3 separate regions of the Sus scrofa genome follow, and regions 2 and 3 are each linked to region 1. A link is a contact called in public HiChIP or PLAC-seq data. All regions are on one chromosome and are shown on one strand. Each heading gives the region's core, a stretch centred on a gene start, on an enhancer-like site or on the middle of the called end of the contact. The rest is flanking DNA. Distances are from core to core; before and after follow the strand shown.

Region 1 (4,748 bases), core at 1,209-3,708:
CAGCACCTAGGCCCCCAGGATCCCTGGACCACCTTCCCTTAAAAAAAAAAAAAAAGAGGAAAAGGAAAAAATATCTCTGATCCAGTTTGAAATAACATCCATCAAAACACTGACTTCTTCACCTTTTTGACAGCAACGAATCGTAAGAAGCACATTTTACATCCGAAGTACATACGTGCGACGATCTGAAATAACAGGCTCACCCAAAACATCTAACCTTGCTACATGATACAGTCAGATATTTCCTTGCTGTCTATTTTGTTCAATTTTGTTTAAGAGAAATGCTAGTCATAACCTACTAAATGGATTTCATTATGCGCTAATGAGTTGTTGCCCACCACTTGAAGACTGCAGTGAGAGAACAAATAGACTTTTTACACACCACAAGGTAATGGCATTGGCCCCATTTAGAGCAGGGTAAATCTTCATTCATTTTGATGCCACTAGTACAGATACGGTGGTAACTGAATCTGAGCCAGCTTGAAATATATGTGGGGATAACCCATAAAGAAAGGGTTTGGTAAACAAAATTTTAATGTCAAGAAGATGGAAGGGGTATTTAACCTGTGAGTACACGATGCTTCTAAGGTTCTCGGATCATTATTTAAATGCAGCTGTGTTGCTAATTACAAAGGCATGTTCATATTCAGGTCAATAGGCCTTCTACTCAGAAGAACCCTGTTTGTTCTTAATCCAAAACATTTTGCACATCAGAATACTGTCTTTAATCTGAGATTGCAAAATTGTAGTGTAGCTTAACATTGAAAGGCAAAAATGTTCAAAACCACAAAATCGTGGGGTGTTTAAAAAAAAATTTTTTTTTGTTCATCCAAGTCACTTTTTGTTTATAAGCGTGCTCGAAGCATCCTCTAATAACAACAGTACTTGGTACACAGTTCATTTGCAGAGTGGTTTAAAACTTCAGAAAATTCTTTTAGTTTGTGAACTGGTAATGACCAGCAATCTTTGGATTACTGAATATTTAAAAAGCATATAATGACATTTTCCAGACCTCGAAATGAAACTTAATATTTGGTTTGTTCTATATGTGACAGATTACTCAATCCCATGAAGAAATCCAGGTGTCTGGCCGATAATGATTGCCTGTATTTTAGAGGTCCGGTACACCCCTGCCATCCCCCACCACATTTGGAAGATATGAACGAAATTAAAATTTCAAGGTAAAGGACCAAGCCAAGTTCTGAAGTGGGGGTGTCACACAACCGCCCTTATGTGGAGGCATCCATTAAAGAACGTAGAACAGATGTTTACCCTTCATAAAGATTTAACATTCTGGCAAATTGAAGCCTTAAGAAGCTGAGAGAGTGAAGGACAGGCCAGGAAGTCAGGAATTCCTGGATGTGAACCTAATCTCGGTCCGATTCTGTTTTTGCTCTAAATCAATGCCAAATTCTCCTTCACACCTCAGCTGCTTTATAGCAGGCAAGAATTATACTGGGGACAGAACTGTTTCCTGGGAATGTCTTAGGTTAAATGGTTAACATTACAGCCCTCAAAGGTACTTCCACAAGAGGCCAAGCATTCTTCGCCTGTATTATTTACCTTCTTTATATTGGGGGAGCGAAACCGAATTTTGGTGTCTTGCTAAACTGACCTTGAAAAGAAGGGATCATCCTTTCCGTCCCTAAATTCTTGCCCACTTTAGCCATGATCGGTTATTCAACAAATTAGGAAGTTAAATCATGGGGTCTTCCAGGTTTTTAAGGGAGCTGTCACACCTGTGGGTTGACCATTTTCAGGCTGCTAACACTTGGCAAGTTCAGGGCTCTCATCTTTATTTGTCCCCTCCACGGGGTCGTCAGCCTCAAAGAAATAAAATGCCCTCCTCACTCACATCTTGATTTGGTACCCTGTGGGAAAGTCAGTCGGTCCCTGTCATGAAAAGAATCTCCGTTTTCCATTCCACAAGGCACCCCATCCATATCTGGCTGTGCCCGCGCGGCTTTGGGCTCTTCAAAAGGCGGCCTGTGTTTTCACTTTCTCCTCGCCACTTCATGATAAAAGCGCCCTGGTCCCTCCGTGGCATTTAATGAATGGTTCCTCTCCCCCTGGATTTGGACTGCTGGCCTTTCCGACCAGTCATTAACTGGCAGGAAATGCCCTTCTCGGCAATCACTACTGTGTAAACAGAGCTATAAACTTCCGAGGGCCGTGCAATCCCAGACCCTAAAGCTGCACGTGTAGGGGGGGATCTTGATTGTAAAACACTGCCTTCCAAATTAAACTCAAACCACATGATACAGTCCATAAAATATACAAAACATGCAGGCCAGTGACAGATTTATTGTGGCCCTACAGAATAAAGCAAAAAAAAAAAAAAAAAAAAAAACACACACACCAAAAAAAAAAAACCTCTCTATATGGAAAACACTGCTACTTTTGACCCAAAGAGCCCCCAAACAGGAAGTTAAAAGCAAATCAGCCAGCTGTGGCCTGAGTTATGAAGGAGACCAGTGCAAACGGCATTTCCTGTCATTGCTTGTCGCCATTTCGGAACGCCTCCATCTGAACTGTTTTCTTAGATGGCTAAAAACATGATGGAAATTTCTTTGGGGATAGATGGAGAGGCCATGAGGAGGGCTATTATTACATGATCTGGGCTTGAAAGTGAAAAATGTAACTTTTACCCGAAAAATCTCCTTAGCACAGGTCACACAACCAGTCGCTTGAATGTCTGCATTTTTAACGAATACAGGATTAACAGACCACATTAGGAAAAGTAAAAGTGTTCAGAATCAGACATTAGACAGCCTAGATGGTGCCTGTTAATTTTGGCGCAATTTTCAGAACAGGGACTTGCATGCACCTGATTAGTAAGAGACAGAACTGCAGACTCCAACACCCCAGAGAAGAGGAACTAGCTTCTTCAAGTTGGTTTCTCTCTCCCTCTGTCTCTCACCAGCCCACAGCATGACTTGTGCAACTTCAAAGCACGTGCACGGCCGCGAGCTCTCTGAGGGAATCGCATTTTAGATCCTTTATTAGTATCGCCACTCTTCAGAACATATGGAGGTATTCTTGTCTTTGTGCAGCACTGTGAAATGCCAAGCCCTGTGCCACATCTCTCCAGCCTGTCACCCTCTCAATCACAAGACAGCCGGGGGGGGGGGGGGGGAAGGCAGGGAGTTTCATCTGAAAGCACAAGCGTTTTGCCTTCACACTATTGCTCCACTGAACTCTCAGTGTGTCCATTCTGTATGGGGCGGGGGCTATCTGCCCAGCAAAAGCAGGTTTCTCTTGCTCTGGGAAAGAGGATTCATAAATGCTAGCCAGGGGAGCTAGTTGGCCAAAGTTCCGCCAACCCCCCCGCCAAAATGCCTTTCTCAAAAAAGGCCTTCCCTTGGGGGGCCTGTCGATCTGATTCCAGCCCAGACCCTGGCTTCAGAAAGCGGGCAGAGCGCTTACTGACACGTCTGCCGAGGGCAGGGCTGCTACAGGCATTCGTGAAACAGATCGGACTGCCTGGCACCCCCAAGACCAACCTCCACTTCCGGGTTTCTGCAGTTGGAAGCCCTTAGATATAAAACGTGACCCTCTAATGTGTGCTCTTTCTCACTTCATACTTTGGGGTGAGCTGATAAGGTTTTCCTTCATGCTACCCCACTACGTAGAAAATACGCTGCCCTCAATCACTTGGGGCTTTAAACTTTTCTCGGTCTCCCTTGGGAAAAGAATACACTCTTCTTTGGGATCCTCATGGATCACAGCCTGCAAGAATTTGGGGAAACATCCATGAGCTTTTTTCAACAAAACAGCACCCACAACCGGGCCACTTACTGAATGGCTGCTTTTCAGAGGACAAACGCACAGTCCAGTTGGGTGCTGAAGTGAAATGTGATCTCCGCCACGGTGCCATGCGTCTCATTGAAGGTGTTTCCATACATTTTAAACGGAACTCAGAAAAACCACGAGATAGTACCCACACCCCATCATAATAAAGTGGCCAACTTAACATTATGGGACAATCGCATCTTCTCAGTTTGTAAAGCACCAAACCAAGGAATTATACTATGGGCTATATGCCCAAGCTAATATTATACACGGGGCTTTTGTTCTGCTTTGTTTTGCTTTCCCGCGTGAAGGTTGAGGACTAAAAACAAAAGGTGAAATGCAAGCTCTCCGGTTCGTTCACTCTCCCATTTTTTTTGGCTAACAGGCAACCTCCCCCCCCCGCCGCCCCCGCCAAAAAACACCCCCTCATTTGGTTTCGTCATGCTGCCACCTAAGGGGAGACTGCACAAGCTGTACCTAAAGGCTGATGGTCCTCTGGGCACAAAAGATGATTGTGGCGGATCTGAAATGGCAGCTCTTGTCTCTTCTACTGTGTGGACTTTGCTTTCTGGATGCAGTAAAAAGAGGCACTATTCATACCTGTATCTTGGTAAATAAAAACCCATGCAAATTCACCCTCTAAATGGGCAATCAGTGTTTGGCTGAAAATGAGACAGCTCTCAATGTCCTTTCGGGGTTTTGTCTGTGACTTCATCACTTTCTAAACTATACATGACACGAGGCATCTGAGTCACGGTATTTCTGCATTTGTTCCTTTTTTTATCTGGTGAGACGGTTTTGAAGGACTGTTTCTACATCACTTCTTGTTACAGACTGATTTCGACGGGATGTGGTGGAGATGGACCAAATGCAACTAGAGGTGACAGAAAACGAGCAGCTGGCTTTCAGGCTGCTCCTCGAGTCTCAGCCCAAAGGTTGCCTAACTTTCCCTGAAC
Region 2 (4,748 bases), core at 1,165-3,664, 450 kb before region 1:
TTTACACATGAGGAGAATGAGGCACAGAAGGGTTGAGTAACTCTTCCGGGGTCACACAGTTAGTAAATGTTATAGATAGGATTTGAAATCATGGCTTTCCATTCCAAAGCTTTTGCATTTTCTCTTTGCTTCTCACTCATGTACACTTTTATTGCTGGCTATTGTATTCTCTTCACGTGCGTTTATTATTTTCAATGAAGATCAACTGTAAAATGTAGAACTAAATGTGATTTAATGCTTAAACCTTATAATAATTCATAACAACTTTATGTAAATAAATTCAGTCCGAAGAAAAAAAAACCCTTAGTTAGATCATGTGTCTGATCTGGGATTCATAAATTACAGCTGTCATGTTTATCACGAGTCAAAAGTACAGCATATGCCCACTGAGGTCTGTATATTCTCTAAGTTTGGCTTTTGGACACAATCAAATGTCATGGTTTACACTCCTGATGTGGCCTGTGAGTTCCAAATTGTCACATTTCTGATTTAAAACCTAGCAGAGAGCCTTGCACATAGTAGGCTTTCAATAAATGAATTGAATTGAGTCCTAAGCATCCTTTTGACTGGTTTCCAGGCCCAAGGCCCTTGATTAAGCTTGAAACTGTAATCAACCCAATCACCAGGATTTGAAACCATGGCTTTCTCCCCTCTGAAGTCAGGAAAAGCTCCTTCTTTTTTTCTTGCTCCCCCCCCCCTTTGTTTCTTTTTCTTGGAGTCCCCAGGCCATGGATCAGATCCAAGCCACAGCTATGACGACGCCACAGCAGCAGCAACATGGGATCTTTAACCCACTGTGCAGGGCTGGGGATCAAACCTGTGTACCAGCTCTCCAGAGACACCACAGATCCCACTGCACCACAGCAAGACCTCCAAAAAAGCTGCTTCTTTGACATCCTCTTCCACCTTCCCAGCCCTGGACAGTTTTCAAGGTGTTCTTTCTCCTGGGTCTTAAAGCTTGATTCCTAGACCCTCTGCTCTTATGTTCCTGGGCGCTGACAAAAGATGCTCCCTATTCCTCAGAAGTGCTCCGTGCCTCCTGCCCCTTAGCCTCGGTTCACAGTATTTCCTTATTCTGAGACACCCCCGGCCCCCCTGTCCTGGCTTCTGCCCGATTCTTGTCTCAGATTCCTGACCCTTGCCTGAAGCAGGTACAGATGTAATTCCAGCCCTAGTGTCCAGTCCCTGCTCTCCAGGCCAGCTGGGGGCCCTTACTTCAGTCAGCCTCCTGGGGTCTCCGACCTTGAATCGGTGGCTGGCCAGTGCGACCCCGGCAAGGAGGCAGAGAGCCCTGAGAGGGTGCCACCAGGCCCCGCCTGAGTCAGCCGGAGGCCTGCTTTCCTGCATGTGCCTGCAAATATCCAACTTATTTACTCATCCTGCCTTTTGTTTGAGTTCTTCGAACACAGCAGGCTCCCCCAAACGATTTCAGAGAGCACCGAAAGAACCCTGCCCGCCTCAGTCCATGAGCGAAATGGCACGTCAGGCCTGTAAATAGGATTCTGACCTTTTCTAAGGCTCGGCTGCCTGTAGAGACACGCAGCCCCACAGCCCGCCCCCACAAAGACTCAGGGCCCGGGCGGGAGGCAGGAAGATGAGTGTTGACATGGTCTGTGCACCTGCAGACATAGGAATCTATTTGAAAGGGAAGACCAGACGCTTGGTGAGAATCTCGTGGACTCCGTCGAGGAGCGCGCTGATGTGATGCATGGTAACGAGGGTCCCACTGGCTCCTGAGAAAATGCAGTCAGCTGGCCTGAACCACGGCGGCCCTCGGCATATATTGTAAACCATTTGCACACTCTTTCTTTTATTGTCTCTGGAAAACTGAGCATGCCTTACAGACGCTTCTGGAATATAAAAAAAGCCAAGCGCGGCAGTGTCTGCCTGAGGTACATGTTCACTCGTGCTTGATGAAAGCTCAGTCTGAGACCCCCTTCTTGCTACACTCGCACCTTCGGCTGGAAAGGAAAGCGCCCGGTGGCTGGAACCCTAACTCTCCCTGCTAATGAGCCGGCCCAGCCCAGCAGAGGGGCTCCTTGCAGAATAACATGCCATCACGTGCCTGGATGCTTGTTGCTTTGTAATTACCTAACCCTGACCATCGCCGGCTCCCCTCCTCCCCAATTCTTCAGCCCCCTGCGGGGCGCACATCACAGTTCCTGCTTCCAGCCGTGCTACTGAAAATTATTATAGCATCTACACAGGGGTGGACTTCAGCCCTGTGCAAATATTTCTACAAGTAAAAACAGGGGAACCTGTTGGTTTTGTTTCCAATGTACTGGCTTTTTTTTTTTTTTTTTTTTTTTTCCCCCAAGAGAGTTGAAGTCCATTTGTTAATGCTGCCTCACTCTATGCACTGGACATGCTGAGGGGCCGTGTGGCATCTTCCCTGAAGCGGCTCTTCCGCACAGTCAAGGGCGACCCGAATTGGATTCGTTTATTTAGCAAGGGGCGGGGGGTGGGTGAGCACTGCTCAGCCCTCAATGGCTCTGAGACAGCCCCTTCCATTTTAAGTTGCTGGTCTTAAGAAAGTTCAGATCCCTTTGAATAATCTGAGATGTGTGAAATAAGGTTAGTCACAGGATTTCCTGCCACCAGCGCTCGCAAACAAACTTTCCTCACTTCCTCTTTTTTCAAAGTCCAGTTGCTTTTGTTTCAGTGCTTACAGCCTCCACTCTGGTACCGATGGTGAAAAAGGGCGGACGGAATCTCAAGTTCTCTGTGTGCCCTTCCCTGTCTCTCGGTCTGTCTGTCTCTCACACGCACACACATGAGAGGCGTTACATTGAAACCACAGACATTCCATCCATCACCAAACTCAGATTCGGACAACTTAGCTTCTTCTAGTTCTTGGTTTTGGCTCCTCTCTCTTCCTTATTTGTTATCTGTCTTCCAGGCCACTGAATTTCCCATCCTCCTATTCTAGCCTTTCTTTTGCTATGATCCTCTTCCTTCCGCCTCAGAGGCTTAGATTTTCAACCCCCCCAGAGCCCCAGACCCTGAACTACTCCTAGCTGCATGCGAATATTCTCTCCCCCATCACGCACCCTCATCCCACCTAACCTCTTCATTAGACGAATTTTCCTAGCCCAGCCTCACAGAAGGCCCAAAGCACAGCTAACCTGTGAGCTTCCTGAAGGGAGGGCTTTAGTCTTATGCATATCTGTACCCCTGAGCACTGGGTCAGGCCCTCCATGTTTGTCGAAAGAATGGAGACAAAACTAAGCAATCAGATGAAGGGTTATCCCTCCCAGGTAACAATATTTTAGTTCAATTAAAATGTCTGTTTCCTCGAGGCCATGAAAGATAGAATCTAATGGGAATTTTAGACCCTCAGGCATGGTTTCTCCACTTTGACATATCTCAGGTTCTTCAGATGCCATGTGCGATGGGGCTGGAGATTTCTTGACTCAGAGTTGTAAGTCCCCCATTTTCAGCTGGCTGTCCAGGTTTTCCGGCAGCATTCCTCTCCTTCCACCTTGCGCACTGAGGACCAGCACAAGTGACTTATAACTCAAGCTCCATACTATATATACGCCAGTAAGGTATCTCCAGGTCCAGTTCACATGGCTCACTTGGCATAAGTATAAGCCATGGGTGGATGCTATTCAAGATCCATCTCCTGGCATTCGTTTTTAACCCAAAAGCCTTTTCTTCCAGTGACGGGATTCGGGTGGATTCACTTTACTTCCACCATCTAGTCCAGGGTGGGGCAGTGACCTTTGGTTCTCATTCTGGTTTCTGGAGGCAAAAGGTTCTGTGTTGTTTGAATCTTACATGGAGCTCATTTGCTTCTGGTAGAACCCATTTCTAGGTATGCGGTCTACACCTGCATCACCGACACAACTGGCACACTCTGACTACTCAGCTCTATGAATTTGGCTTCTCTTTACCTCCTGTTCCAGCCCACAACACAGGCCTTGCTCTCTCCATGAACTGTCCTATGTACTTTTCTGCCTTAGGAGGCTCTGCCTGGCATTAACCACCACCATGCATCTAGGATCCTTGGCTTTGAATCATCCTTTTCTTAATTCTTCAGCCAATCTCTGTCCCCTCGCCTGCATTTTCTTGTCATAGCTTTACTGCTGTTAGTTTTCTTTAAGTGCCTCAATTAATAGCTTTATAACATACCAACTAAGGGTCAACTTCGTCTCTTCCTCCCATCCCTGATCTAGTTAAGGGGTCCCTCTATACCACCTAACGGAACGGCTTAAGAGCAAGGACCATGGTTTATGCTTCCACATGTCCCGCACGGCAACAAGCACAGAGCTTTCGATATAGCCAATACTCGCTAAAGGTTTGCTGATGTAATTCTCTTGAATGACATCTCTCATTTAGAGCTCCCCAACGCACATCTGCATTTTAAAGACAGTGCTGATTCACTTCAACTTTCCGGGGAATATACTCGAGGCCCCACATTTGCCAGTGCAAACAACTATCTCCAAATCTGTGTCGTGGTGGTTGGGGGCTGTTCGAAATCACTTTTGAGGGAAGAAGGCATGTAGCTTTTCAGTTGGCTAACTGATAGTGGCGGGCAACATTTCTACAGCTTGTGCCATAGGAGTACAGAGGGTGCAGCCAGAAACCAAAAACCACTGGGATCACATCATGTTTGAGTGCAAGTGGAGGCTTGGTGCTGTTAACCTAGGAAAGGGGGTCCAATGGGTAGCACCAAATGCCCACCCTGATGTATTCAAACTTTGACTGATTATATGAAAAGGAAGTGTGCTTTCTGCTCCTTGATG
Region 3 (4,748 bases), core at 1,089-3,588, 260 kb before region 1:
CACAGTAAGGGCAGATTTGCCAACCCCTCCGCTCCCTAACACCACTACCTTGTACTCCCGCATGAGTCTCTCCTTCACCAACTCCTACCAGAGGGAGGGAAAAATAACACCCCGCTCGCGGCGGCGCGGCTCGGGGAGGCGGAAGGTGGGCGGAAATCTGCGAACCCGGGAGGAGAGCGCAGAGCAGCCGAGGGCCCGACGGGGGAAGAAGAGGAAGTTAAAGGAGGGGGAGGGGAAAGAGCGAAGTGTCGGGGTGGGTGGGGATGGGATGGTAATGCCCTTCCTATAGGAACCGGAGCCCAGGCAGGGGGCGTGGGGAGAAGGCGAGCCCCGAAAAGCTGGGAGGCTGGGGAGGCGACACGCGCCCCCCGCCCCGGGAGGGAAGGGGTGGGCGCCGCAGGACAGACGGGGGGCCCCCCGCGGAAGGCGGGCGTCCGAGGAGCCCGCGGCCCGGGGCTGCCCCGCGCCCCTCCCCCGCCCTTCACACAAAGGGGCCCAGGGACCCCGCTTCCTGCTCGCGCCGCCGAGCCAGCCCAGGCCTGTGGGCTCCGCTCCAGTCGCTGCCGCCCGGGCGGGTCTCTGGGCCGCGGCTCCCGCGGGCGTCGTCCGGCCTGTGATGGGGGGGTGGGGGGCGGAGAGGGCGCGCGTTACCCGCCGGACCCCCGCCCGCCCCCGTCGGGCAGCCCGGGCGGCCGCCTCCCCCGGCTCCCACCCGGGCCCGGCCGCCCCCGCTTACCCTGCCGTCCGCACCCGCCCGGCCGCCCGGGAGGCTGTGTCACGCCAAGGCCATGGCCACTGGCCGGCTCCTCGGTCTCACCGCCGCCCCTGCGCTGCGGCTCGCGGAGGGGAAAGGGGCGGGGGCCGTCCGGCGGCGGCGGCGGCAGCGGCGGCGGCCGCTGGGACTCCAGGCGAACCCACCTCTTTTTTTTTTTTTTTTTTTTCTCACCCTCCCCCCACCCCCCCACCCCCAGCACACACCCGGAAGGGTTTCCCTGACACACTGGTGGAGGTGCCCCAGTTCCCTGAGACGGGACGGGATCACTTCCGGTGGGGAAAGTCCCACCTCTCCCGGGGCGAGCCGGGTGGCGCTGGGGCCGCGCCCTGCTGAGCGAGTCGGCCCAGGACGGTTTCGGGTCGGGGCTACGGCCTTGGCAAAGGGCCTGTCCGAGAACCTCCGGCGCCCTTCCTTTCTCTGCCTGCCCGCAACTGCTGTTCCTGCTGCTGCTGCTGCTGCTGCTGCTGCCGCTGCTGCTGCGGACAGTCCCACCCCCGAGCCCGCGGAAGCCCCTAGGAGTCTCAGCAGCCCCCGGCCCGGCCTGAGGACTTGATCCGCTGGTTGGCGGAGCTAAAGATCCGCACAACGCCTATCATCCCTGGACCAGAAGTCGCAGGGAAAATAAAACGGCCGAGAAAGTTGATGCTCTTTGCTGGTATTTTCATGCACTTGCTATTTTTCTAAGAAACGCGTGCACATTAGCCTTCGACTTCACGAATAGCTCGGATTTCATATGTGGTGTGTTTTATTTAGCTGTGCCTGACAGTTAACGCACACACACTCGGTACTTTTATCATCCGGTAAATCTGCCTTGACTCCACCAGCAAATGCCGAAGCCACTCCTTTCTTTCTTATCGCCAGGCTCGAAAACCAAAGGGATTAGGAGTAGCCTTTATGGGACTCTAACTCAGCTTTGTCCCTTTTGGAGTCCCCAGGCTTCGCAGCGGGGAAGAGTTGATTGGAAACTGTTTAGGCCTGCACGCTAACTTCTTTGAATCTTTTCATTATCTGCAGGCACAGCAATTTGCATGGCTGGCTCTTCCAAGTTAAAGTTTGTTTTAAGTCTTTGAAATTCAAAAGCAGAGGACTTAGTGCTAACCACTAAGTTTCTATTTTTAGATAAAATTGTTACTTTTTACATATCTTACCCTCTGCTAACTTTCTATTTGTAAACTTTGTGTCCGATCCACAGAGCCCCAGGGTCAGAAGCCTAGGTTATATTTTAGGAATGTCACTCCTTTTCTGATTCTAGCATGCACCCCGACGCCTGAAAGTCAGTGACCAGTCGAGTTAAAGCGACCCCAAATCCCTTACGTGGAAGCCTTAATGGCCTGACTGTATCAAAAGGGATTTGTTACCAAACCCAAATTGTGTAACATTAGAAAACAGGCAAATTACAGTCGTGTGAAATCCCACTGTCTCTCCCTGGGTGCTCCCCAATGTCACTTACAGTATCCAAGGGACAGTTACGTTCACTTTCTCCTCAGCCTAGGGCTGGTGCAATCTGTCCAGCGAAGTTCCCAGCTCTGGCTCCAGCTGGCCCGCGTCCCGCCTGATATCTGAGGCACTGCCCTCTGCTGGAAGAGGTTTGGTCTATGAATTATGAGTCTTCCCCATAGGTCACTGCTCCTTCCACACGTGCTGTTGCCGGATTTGGAGCTCTGCTGCCCATCTCCCTGTCTAGCTGTCTCCAGACTGTCTGGGGGGGGGGGGGATGGGGGGGGGGAAATCCATAGCCCTGTACCAGCCCTGCTTGGAACTGAGTCTGGAAATTCCTCCTCTGATCCAGCAATTAGTGTTGGGCAATTGTGGCAAGTCTGTGCTCTGTCACTAAACTGTCAAAACAGGCTGCTCTTCTTTTTGAGGTGGTCCCACTTGTTGGCAACTCTAATATCTCTGAATGTGTTGGCCAAACTATTTTGGAGAGAATTCTTTGTTTCTCCACACAGTGAAACATACTCCTTACCGAAGTACAGAGTCCTACTGGGACACTCTTATTGGCTACAGAATTGGCAAATGTCACACTCATTCTGATGACCCTTCTAAACTTTCTTAGAAAGTGTATTCATTACAGCAGCATTTTAGGAAAGCACACACTTGGAAGTAACTTAAGTCTCCTTCAACAGATGATTTAAAAAAGTAATGTGTGTACACACACACACGGAAACACTTGCAAGTAACCTAAATGTCCTTTGATAGACGATGTAAAAAATAATGTACACACACACACTTGGAAACACTCGAAAGTCACCTAAACATCCTTCACTAGATGATTTAAAAAATCATGCACGCGCACACACACACACTCACAAAATAGGAGACCATGCAGCTATTTAAAAGAGAAAAAGTAGATTTGTAAGTGCTGTTATGAAAAGACGGTCAAGGTATATTGTGAGGATGAAAAAAGTTAGATGCTGAGCAAAGAGATAGTTGCTCCCATTTATGTAAAATATGTGAGTGTGTGCAATATGTAATTACATAGCCATTAAAATCTGAAACAAAGGCATTAATTATTGGTGAGGGGTATTCTGAAAGGACTTTGATTTCTCCATATCATTTTAATTTCTAAGCCATGATCAGGTATTACTGGGGAAAAGAGGAATAAATATAATTTTATAATATTTTTAGAGAAGAAATATAAAATGTTGCTCATCGTTTCCTCCACCCCCCCCCAATATCCTGACTGTCTGGGGTCAGTGGGCAGGTCTGCCCAATTTAAACTCCCTCCTCCTGCCCATCCTGTCCTCCCAAACATCTCTATACTTAGAAAAGTATTTTCACATACATTATCTCATTAGACTCCAGTTGTTCACCCGTTTACTTTTATTAGGCAATGAGAGTATAAACACCAATTAGAAGAGGACAGCCCAGCAGTTGAGAGCCATGGGCCCCGAAGCAAGGCAGACAGGCCTTTCAAGGGCAACTCCTCCACCTCCTAGCTGTGGGACCTCGAGCAAGTGATTTCACTCCTCTGAACCTCAAACTCCTCACCTGGAAAATGGAGCTAATCATTTACCGTGGGAATGTAATGAATTATTACATGTAAAATGCTTAGCACAGTCCCTTGCTCATTATGAACCATCGAGAAATGCTAGCTATTTGGTTTTTATTTTAAAGATTTAACAAAGGTTTTTTTTTTTTTAAGAACAGCAAACACGGAGGAAAAAAAAAACAGAGCTTTAAAAGCCCAAGTATCTCCAAACAGCACAAAAATAACTCAGTTATTCTTTCCAAAGGTGTTTATTGTTAAAGTCTTCTTGTGTTTCCTTTCCCAGAAAAAAATACTTATATGCTGGCATATGAAGCCATCTTCTATATGTATTTTAAAAATTAATACAAAATTGATCTTACTATACACAGCATTCTGCACCTTGCTTTTTTCCGCTTATGAAATTTTTTTACATTTATGTTAAAATCCTTCTCATAAATATTGCTGAATTGTCCTTTGAAAAGATCACACCAATTCACATTCCCTACCAAGGCAGTATAGCCAACACAGACAAGTGTTGTTTCCTTACAACCTCACCCCAGGCATTACTAATTGTTGCCTCATTTTACTGCTATCATCATTTGCTTTAGGGTATTTTCAGGACTGACAAATGCAGGCTGGTATTGTACAAGGAATCTGCACGTCAGTCAGACAGTCCTAACGTTGCCCCTTGCCAGCTAGATCTCCAAAGTTGGGCATAATAGCAGTATCCAACTCATAGGGCTCCTTTGAAGTACCAATGTGCCAATCCATTCAAAGCACTTAGCCTTCCAAGCACTAACTGCTAAATACATGTAAACTGTGCGAATAATAACTTTCCACTCCCAAGGCTCCAGGTTGGGGGAGGGGTCACTTCTCCGGAGAGTGTGCCCTTGAGATTCAGAACGTTTGCTTTAATGCCATTCTCAACCTCCACTCCCAAAGTAATTATTGCTCGGATGATCATTTTCAAGAATGCAGCTGAGTTTTAAACCATAGCGTGAA

Evidence for each region. HiChIP or PLAC-seq counts read pairs in DNA pulled down with a chosen protein or histone mark.
Region 2: an H3K27ac HiChIP or PLAC-seq map of alveolar macrophages shows a contact between it and region 1. The contact joins two enhancer-like sites. A contact is called at or near these places in 1 of 5 promoter capture datasets (fetal liver) and 1 of 2 datasets of contacts at active chromatin or transcription factors (alveolar macrophages).
Region 3: a contact with region 1 is called in an H3K27ac HiChIP or PLAC-seq map of alveolar macrophages. The contact joins the promoter of RAP2C here to the enhancer-like site in region 1. A contact is called at or near these places in 1 of 5 promoter capture datasets (liver), 4 of 47 Hi-C or Micro-C datasets (embryonic fibroblasts, heart right ventricle, liver and 1 more) and 1 of 2 datasets of contacts at active chromatin or transcription factors (alveolar macrophages).

What each region holds. Positions count from the first base shown.
Region 1 is chrX:108,602,128-108,606,875 of Sscrofa11.1, forward strand. It overlaps a transcript of MBNL3 not described here. Among named protein-coding and RNA genes, the nearest start is that of MBNL3, 75 kb to the left of the region's middle. Within about 2 kb of position 2,459, at least 25 of the 83 cell types and tissues checked have an H3K27ac peak or open chromatin away from gene starts, as enhancers often do. A contact at or near this core is called in alveolar macrophages, fetal liver and liver, where this site is marked.
Region 2 is chrX:108,151,962-108,156,709 of Sscrofa11.1, forward strand. No RefSeq gene overlaps it. Among named protein-coding and RNA genes, the nearest start is that of STK26, 25 kb to the right of the region's middle. Within about 2 kb of position 2,415, at least 10 of the 83 cell types and tissues checked have an H3K27ac peak or open chromatin away from gene starts, as enhancers often do. A contact at or near this core is called in alveolar macrophages and fetal liver, where this site is marked.
Region 3 is chrX:108,346,094-108,350,841 of Sscrofa11.1, forward strand. RAP2C (ras-related protein Rap-2c) reads right to left here and starts at 2,339. Exons shown (of 4, transcript XM_005673920.3): 1 at 2,226-2,339; 2 at 1-611. The coding sequence starts at 63. LOC106507043 (a long non-coding RNA gene) reads left to right here and starts at 2,465. Exons shown (of 3, transcript XR_001302731.2): 1 at 2,465-4,748.